Linked DNA regions of Gossypium raimondii: region 1 is linked to region 2. A link is a contact called in public Hi-C data. All regions are on one chromosome and are shown on one strand. Each heading gives the region's core, a stretch centred on a gene start, on an enhancer-like site or on the middle of the called end of the contact. The rest is flanking DNA. Distances are from core to core; before and after follow the strand shown.

Region 1 (4,158 bases), core at 485-2,984, 140 kb after region 2:
TGATTACAATACTTCATCGTAGTCTCTATTTATAGGCATAAGAAGTATAAAAGAAATAGAGATCTAATTCTAATAGCTATTAGAATTTAAAATACATTAAAACTTTATCTTGATCATAATGGACATCCACTTAATAAGATATTCATAACAATATTTACTTATTCGTAATTTATTATTCTTCCGATTTTGTGTACAAAGTTTAAAAATCTCATATTTCTAATTATTTATTATCATAACTTAAATTATAAATATTTGCTTCAACTTAATTTGTAATTTTCATGAGCTTGAAACAAAACCCAATGTCACTACATAAAGTTTGGACAGGTGTTTAAAGAGATCCATTTGGGATTGTTTCTAGCTATAGATTATAAATTTAATAAAGTTAACTTTTCGTGTACCAAACAAATATTTCTTTTAACAGATAAATTTATATATCCCATCAAAATATCAAAACAAGTTAAATTTTAAAAACAAAACGTAATAAAGGTATTAAATATCAAATTAATACATATTATAGGTGTTAGGGCCCCCTGTATCTCTTGCATCGGCAAGTTCATTGCAAACAGGGTAACGATTACAAGTGCCTTTAACATTCTTGGGTGTTGAACTCACAGTAAAAAGTTTAAAACCCTATCCTTTGTTGTCTATGTGTTTTTGTAGCATTTTAATATTTAAACCAATTTCCACACTCATATGTGTCAACGTTGTTTTAAAATCCTACAAAACTAAATCTTATACCATCTTTAAAGAAAATCTCGAAAATTTAAATAAATATTGACATCTATATATGTCAATGTCTGTTTAGAAACCCTTACCTGACTCAATCTTTAAACAATATTTTTAAATAGGAGGTGAAAATCTCGAAAATTTAAAGTGATCTTATCATTCATGGATGTCAAGATCCTTCTAAAAATTCTAACGTATAGATAGCTTATCCCACTTGTTTATTTGCACAAAAATCTAAAAATTTATCTTATATAAATATATATATATATATATATATTCTATACTAACCCAAGAAATTCAAAATCCTTATAAATGTTATAATGGTCGCCTCCTTATTTCAATTAGATTAAGGACATGTCGTTGGTAGCACTATGAACAGCTTACAAACTCTTTAATTTGAGATATTCAAAGCTTCGAAATGTGATTGAGAAGAAATTTGTTGATCTAAAAAAATATTTCCGCTATTAACATCACCTTATTATAATATAAAAAAAAGGTTGTATAGTACTAACATATTGCTTATTTCATAACTTCAATCATAAGTGGAATTGAGATGATACATGTACTTCGAAAAGTACATGAAAAAAGAAGATCTTGATAATATTAATGATGTAGATTAAAATTGATGATGATTAACTTGATCAATGACCAACAAATGATAATAAGGAACATATATTAAATATTAAAGAGCGAATAACCCAACAAATATACACTAGAATAATTAGATAAAATTGTATTAATTTTTATTACATTCAAATTAATTGTTATTAATTGTTTATTAAATTTATTAGTGTAATATTTTAAAATAAAAACTCGCTTAATAGTAATGTAATTAAATAGAATTAAGTTAGTAATGAATTCGAATTTAACAAAATAATATTAAGAGTTAGATTTAAATTTTGAAATTTGAAAAATAGAGGAATTAAATTTTGAAAAATAAAAATATAAAGATTAAATTTTAATAAAAAAATAGTAAAATGGGTGTTGCAACGTCTCGTTTAAATACGAGTGGACTACCTTTTGAAACGGCTGCCGGAGTACGAAAAAGGCTTGTTTGTCACTGATTTTATTGAAACGAAAAGAACCAAAAACAAGCAAATGCCAGTTGTAATAACAACACCTGGCTATCGCTACTGCCACAAGGTCAACCACTGCCTCTCCGCCTCAATTTCCGCCCTCTCCACCGTCAAAAAACCAATGGTCACTACCGCCAGCAGCTCCGGCACCCCCAGCAACGCAGGCGCCTTCACCACCATTAAAGAAACAGTAACATTCGAAAAAGAAATAAAAAAGAGCAAATTCATCGCCATCGCTGGTCCCATCTCTAACGAGCAGTCCGCTCACTCTTTCCTCAACCAAGTCAAGGATCCGCGTGCCACTCACAATTGTTGGGCTTACAAGGTAATCTAATATGACACCACGCTTTTCTATCATCTCATTCATCTTACCTCATAATTGACCTATCAAAAGTTTAATAGGTTGGGGATCAGTATCGGTCGAATGATGACGGCGAACCTTCTGGAACGGCGGGGAAGCCGATTCATTCTGCAATTGTTTCTTCAGGTTTAGACAGAATCATGGTGGTCGTTATTAGGTATATTTATTTACTTTTGACATATATTGCCATGATCAAAATTGAAGGGACAAATAACATGAATCTTCAAATAAATTTCAGGTATTTTGGGGGAATTAAATTGGGAACGGGAGGACTTGTTAGGGCTTATGGTGGAGTGGCCTCGGAATGCTTGAGAAATGCTCCAACTTGTCTTGTAAAATCTAAAGTAAGAATGGAAATAATCTATGTATGACAATTTTAATTTTTAAATTTTATGATTTTAATATTTGGAAATGTTGATATTTGATTGGAATTTTTGAAGGTTCCAATGGGAGTGGAGGTTCCTTTCGATCTTTTGGGAGTTCTATACCATCAAGTGAGCAATTTTTTCCCTGTTTAAATTAGTCCTTCTAAATGCCAAGTAAATTGATATTTTATGGTTAGTGTTTAGTGTCTGTTAGTTGTTTGCATATAATGTTTACAAATAAAAAGTAGAAAAATTTCATGCTTCTTTTATATAAATTTCTCTTAATGTGGTTTCTCATCCAATTATTGGCTTATCGCCGTCAGAATGTGTTGGATATGTAATTTAGTTTCTGATCCGATTAGTATGATTGGAATGTGTGTGGTTGTAGTTTCTCATCTGATTATCACCATTAGGATGTGTATGAATAATGATTGTAACATCCTTGGATGCCGCTTGCTTGTTTCTCTAGCGACATGTCCCTTTAGTAACAAGTCAATTTTTTCATGTCTATTTGTAAGTGTTAGTTTCAGTTCATCTGAGTCATATTGTGACCTCGAATGAATCATTTTCTGGAACCAGCATGTTACAAAGTAGGTTGTAAACTAAGGATTACAGATGCTGTGATTTGGATCCCAGATTATGTGAATACCACCTCTTAAGGGTAATAGCATGAACCAACCGAGTTAAACTCTGGGTTCAAAAGAATGGTATCTCTTAATTAGGGATAAGATGATTTTAAACTATTTATTTAACTTTTGGGGATCAAAACAAGCTATATAATTTTCTCTCCCATTTTATGCCTTCTTTTTATTTGCTCTCAACTTTATATTTATATTTGGTTTTAGTTATGTAGAGGTGATAACTAATTAAAATTGGTGTATGTAAGTTGCATTGTTGAAATTCTTCTAATATTTTGTTACTCTCGTTGTCTTTGCCCTAGAAAGGGGACCTTCAAAATGTATCACATGGTAACCTTGTTCTTTGCTGCAGTTACAATCTTTCGAAGTTGAGGACATCAAACAGGATTATGATACAGGCAAAGATGGGACCACCATGGTTTCCTTCAAGGTTGAATTCGATCAATCTGAGAAACTAGAAGAGGCTATCAAAGCCAACTGTAGTAGAGAACTCGTATTTTATAAGCATTGAAACTGACTTCACACTTCACCGAAAAGATAGATCCTGTCTACAAAATTTCCCAGCTTTGGTTCAACCGATTTAAGATTGGTATGTGCTGCAAATCTCCTTTCGGAAAATGCATTTGTTCGTTGCCTCACATATCATACATAGTTTTCAAGTTATTGATGGTGACAATAATATCATGGGAACCCTTGTTTTATAGACTTGATTACTAAGTTTTAGTTTACATAGTGAGCTATTCATTTTTCGTAGAAATGCAACCATGAAATTGAGTAGGGGAAGCATAAAGTTTTATGTGAAGGGAGGCAGGGTGAAAGAAATAACTTTTTGGGACCAAAATAGGTCTGTATATCTTGTTCTAACTACAACTTCAGATTAGTGAAATAGATATCATGCTTAACACATGCAAGTTGGATGCTCCCAATGGCGCAGGGGTAACGGGTAAGAATCTTCCCTTTGGAGGGGGATAATAGCAGCAAATGGCTGCTAA
Region 2 (3,798 bases), core at 479-2,978:
CAGCCATTAAAGTAAAACAATAAATAAATATCAAAGGATTGATCTTTTTTAGACTAAAATTCCCAACTGTCATTAAATTGATAAACTTAAATTTAAGAAAATAATTTTAATGGTATTTACATTTTTAAATAAAAGTAGGGACTAAATTTGTAATAAACAAAGAGTACAAAACTTAATGTCATTACTTTAAATTTTTATTCGCTTTTCTATACGTTTCACTACTTTTTAGTAATTTAATTATAGGTAAATTATCTAGTTGGTCACCCAATTTTTAGGATACTTTCATTTTGGTCACTCAAAATGAAATTCTTGCAAATTGGTCACTCAATTTTTAGGGTGCTTTCATTTTAGTCACCCAAGTGTTAAATCTCTAACAACGGTTAGCTATTTACGCCACATCATGTTTTCATTTTCTTTTTAGTCACCTAACTTTTAGGTTATTTTCATTTTGATCACCCAAAAAATATATTTTTAATTATTGATTGGAATAAAAATTTAAGGATTAAAGTGAAAAGCGGTAGAAACTAAATTAATACACAAAATTGTCAAATTGTACTTGTTTATCCTATTATCGAAAATGCTAAATTTGGGTTTTGAAATATAAATTTTAAATATTAAGATTCAAAATTATAGTAGTAAATCGGTTGACATTATCAATTGATAAAAAATTCAACAATTTTATTTAATTTATTTTGATGTTTTGAAATTGTGTTCAAAAACATCAATGAAAATTATTGACTTTAATAGTTGTACGTGAAAGCCAAATTTATTTTGATTATATGATCTTGAATCTTTCATGCTAAGCTAAAAGTAAAGAAAAATCCTTATAATTAATTAAATTAATAAATTTTATCTTCCATTCCAAACAAAACTCATAATTTCTTCATAAATGAAGAACAAACGATTAATTTAACTAATTACAAGTAATTTTTCCCTTTACTTTTAGCTTAGCATGGAAGATTCGAGACTATATAATAATAAAAATTTTGTAGATAATTATTAAATATGAATTATTTGAGTTGGCTTCATTAAGAATAATCTAGAAACATAAAATAAAATTTTAAAATTTAAAAGTAGATTAAATTAATTAATTTTAATATTATAATAACAAATTGGTTGAGATTACCAATGGATAAAAAATTTAATAATTTATTTAATTTCTTTTAATACTTTGAAATTTAAAATTTTAATATTAAAACAAATTTTAGGATTTCAGCAATGGGTAAATAAATACAATTTGACAAATTTTGAATATTATTTTAGTTTCTATTGCTTTTCCATTTTAACAATTCATTTTTTTTATTTTTGGAAGACCAAAATGGAAGTGTAAACACGATGTAACATGTACATTACATCACCTTTAGAGCTTTAATGCTTGGGTGACCAAAATGAAACTATCCTAACAATTAGGTGCCCAATTAGGTAGTTTACCCTTTAATTATATATCTTCGTGATTAAGTCTTAAATAAGCACGGAAAATCAGGGGAATAATAGCTGGGGAGGTGGGGGTGGGTCCCCTCTGCCCTAAAGTAACCCATCTTGTCCTCTGTGTGCAACTAAACCAGGCTCCAAAAAGAAACTATTAAAATATATCCAGCCGTTATAATGAGGCGCGCGTTCACTTGCCACGTCAGCTTCACGTTAACTTTACGACTCTCCGTTAGTTCTATGTTTCCGTCTTAATGTTCGTTTAATCTCTCCTAAATTTCGCTTCCATCTTCAACCATTTATTCTTCTTATTAATTGAAGACATAAAAGGAAAAATATAATACATGAATTTTTCTAAAGCTAAGAAGACTTTTTGCTTGAACTGTTGAACTAGACCCATTTTGTGTTTTGCTCTCACTCTCACTCCAATTCTCACTCTTTTTTCACAATCACTTTGTGTGAGTAGTTTCTCCATCTCTACTTTCTCTTTGTTACTAAACTTGATCAAAAGTCAAGGTTTTTTTCTTCCCCTTTGGGCGGCGGAGGGATTTTATTGAGTTTTAGTGATACCCTTCTGCTGGTTTGATCATTGAAGCTAATGAGATTTCAGTAATTGGTTTCTTTGTTACTACTCTGATCAGTGCTTGGCATGTGAAGTTGAATTGAATTCTCATCATCTTTATTTTCTCTGTTTGGTTTCTCGGAATCCTTTTAAGGAAAATAATAAAATAAAAGAATGTCGGTGCTGGAAACTTGTACTTTTCCATCTTTTTCATATAGATTTTCTTTGCCATTCATCTAAAAAACAATCGATCATATTAATGATTTGGTTTTGCTATATTTTGACATTTTTTGGTAAAGTTTTGGACTTTATTTTTTTTCACACTGCTTGATTAGAAAGACAGACAAGGAAAGAAACATGATCAGAATTCCCCAGTTTCTTTTATTAATGATTTAGTTTGCTAGTGTTGCTCTTTTGCTTGTGTGTTAATTTGGGTGTTAAACTCTCTCTCAGGGGTTGGATTTTAGGTCAAGTGGAAGAACTATACAATGTTCACCCAAGGCCTTGACAAGGATGCGTTCAGATGGGTTCGTGCGGTGAGTCATTTCAGTTGTTTATCCCTATAATTTCATACATTTATGCATTTGTATAGGTATTTGCTGCAAACATTTGTTTATTTAAATATATAGATATTTCATTGATTCGTGATGTTAATGTTTGAAGTAGTTTTTACTTATATAGTGTAGCCTGAGGTGTTGGCCGAGTCTGATCTTATTGTTTTAAACTTGTATTAGGGAGGTGCTGCCAAGAACAGAGATTTTTTCGGTGTGACCATGGCAGCAAAACAAGCACTTGATCCTATTACCAGTTTAAGAAATGCTGGATTACCTCCTTCTGCAAAATTTCGTAATGGACATTTATCCCAAAATATAATACCTGTTAATGGCAATGATGATGGTTCAGAATCAGACATGGACATCTCATCTGATTCTGAAGAGCATGTCCATGACGGGCAGTACTCGTTCATTTCATCTCCACAAGATGATAAGGTGCATAATGTTGCAGCTGCTTCGATGCAGAAATCAGAGGCTCATGGTCATTATGGACCTCAGCTGAAACTAGGAAATGGTGCTCAGAGACCAGCTCAGGTCTGTGGTGGGAAGGCGGACACTGTAGATAAGCAATTTTCAGATTCTGCCTGTAGCACTGAAGTTTCGTATATGCAGTATAGAAGCAACAATGGTGGTGCACCTCCTGGGGAAGCATATAATTCAGATAGTTATTCTTCTACAGTTACTTCTAGGGTAGGCATTGAAATAGCATCTAAATAGTTTTGCATCTTTAAGTTAACTTCTGGATACAAAACCTTTACTTACCTCACTAAGAATTTTGCTTTTACTCAAGCACTTTCTCCTTTAATGTTATTTCCTTTGGTAATTTGTTATTATTTTATTAAGTTGCTTTGATTGTGCCCCCTTAAGCTTTAAAGTAGAAAACTGGGCACTTGGCAACTCTTTTTGGTCATGTTTATACAAATTTAAGATGGTAGCTTTTTTTATGTGCAAAGTACATTGGGTGATATCTCCATTGTCAATTGGTGGGCTACCAGGGTTTCACATCCTAAAATGTTTCCTTTTTAACTTTCTAATGGTTTGACCGGTTATGGGAATGGGACTGGAGATGTCAAAATGGCTTCATTTGGGGGTATTCTTTAACTCGATTGTAATATGAAATTATAAGATTGAAATGTGAAGACCGCTTTGATGGTCAACTTAAATTTATTGTTAATCTAAAACATTATACTCTGTGTAGTACTCAGCTATCTACATCCATGTAGGTTTTTCATACTGGAGGAATGCAAAAGGTGA

Evidence for each region. A called contact is a pair of places that touch in the nucleus more often than the background predicts.
Region 1: a Hi-C map of leaf shows a contact between it and region 2, with 3 times the contacts expected there. The contact joins the promoter of LOC105804150 here to the promoter of LOC105804155 in region 2. A contact is called at or near these places in 2 of 2 Hi-C or Micro-C datasets (both in leaf).

The regions. Positions count from the first base shown.
Region 1 is chr11:33,772,205-33,776,362 of ASM2569854v1, forward strand. It overlaps LOC105804150, which reads left to right and starts at 1,735. Exons shown (of 6, transcript XR_008190930.1): 1 at 1,735-2,127; 2 at 2,205-2,320; 3 at 2,402-2,507; 4 at 2,604-2,657; 5 at 3,519-4,010; 6 at 4,101-4,158.
Region 2 is chr11:33,631,331-33,635,128 of ASM2569854v1, forward strand. It overlaps LOC105804155, which reads left to right and starts at 1,729. Exons shown (of 23, transcript XM_052624126.1): 1 at 1,729-1,886; 2 at 2,444-2,526; 3 at 2,725-3,234; 4 at 3,768-3,798. The coding sequence starts at 2,479.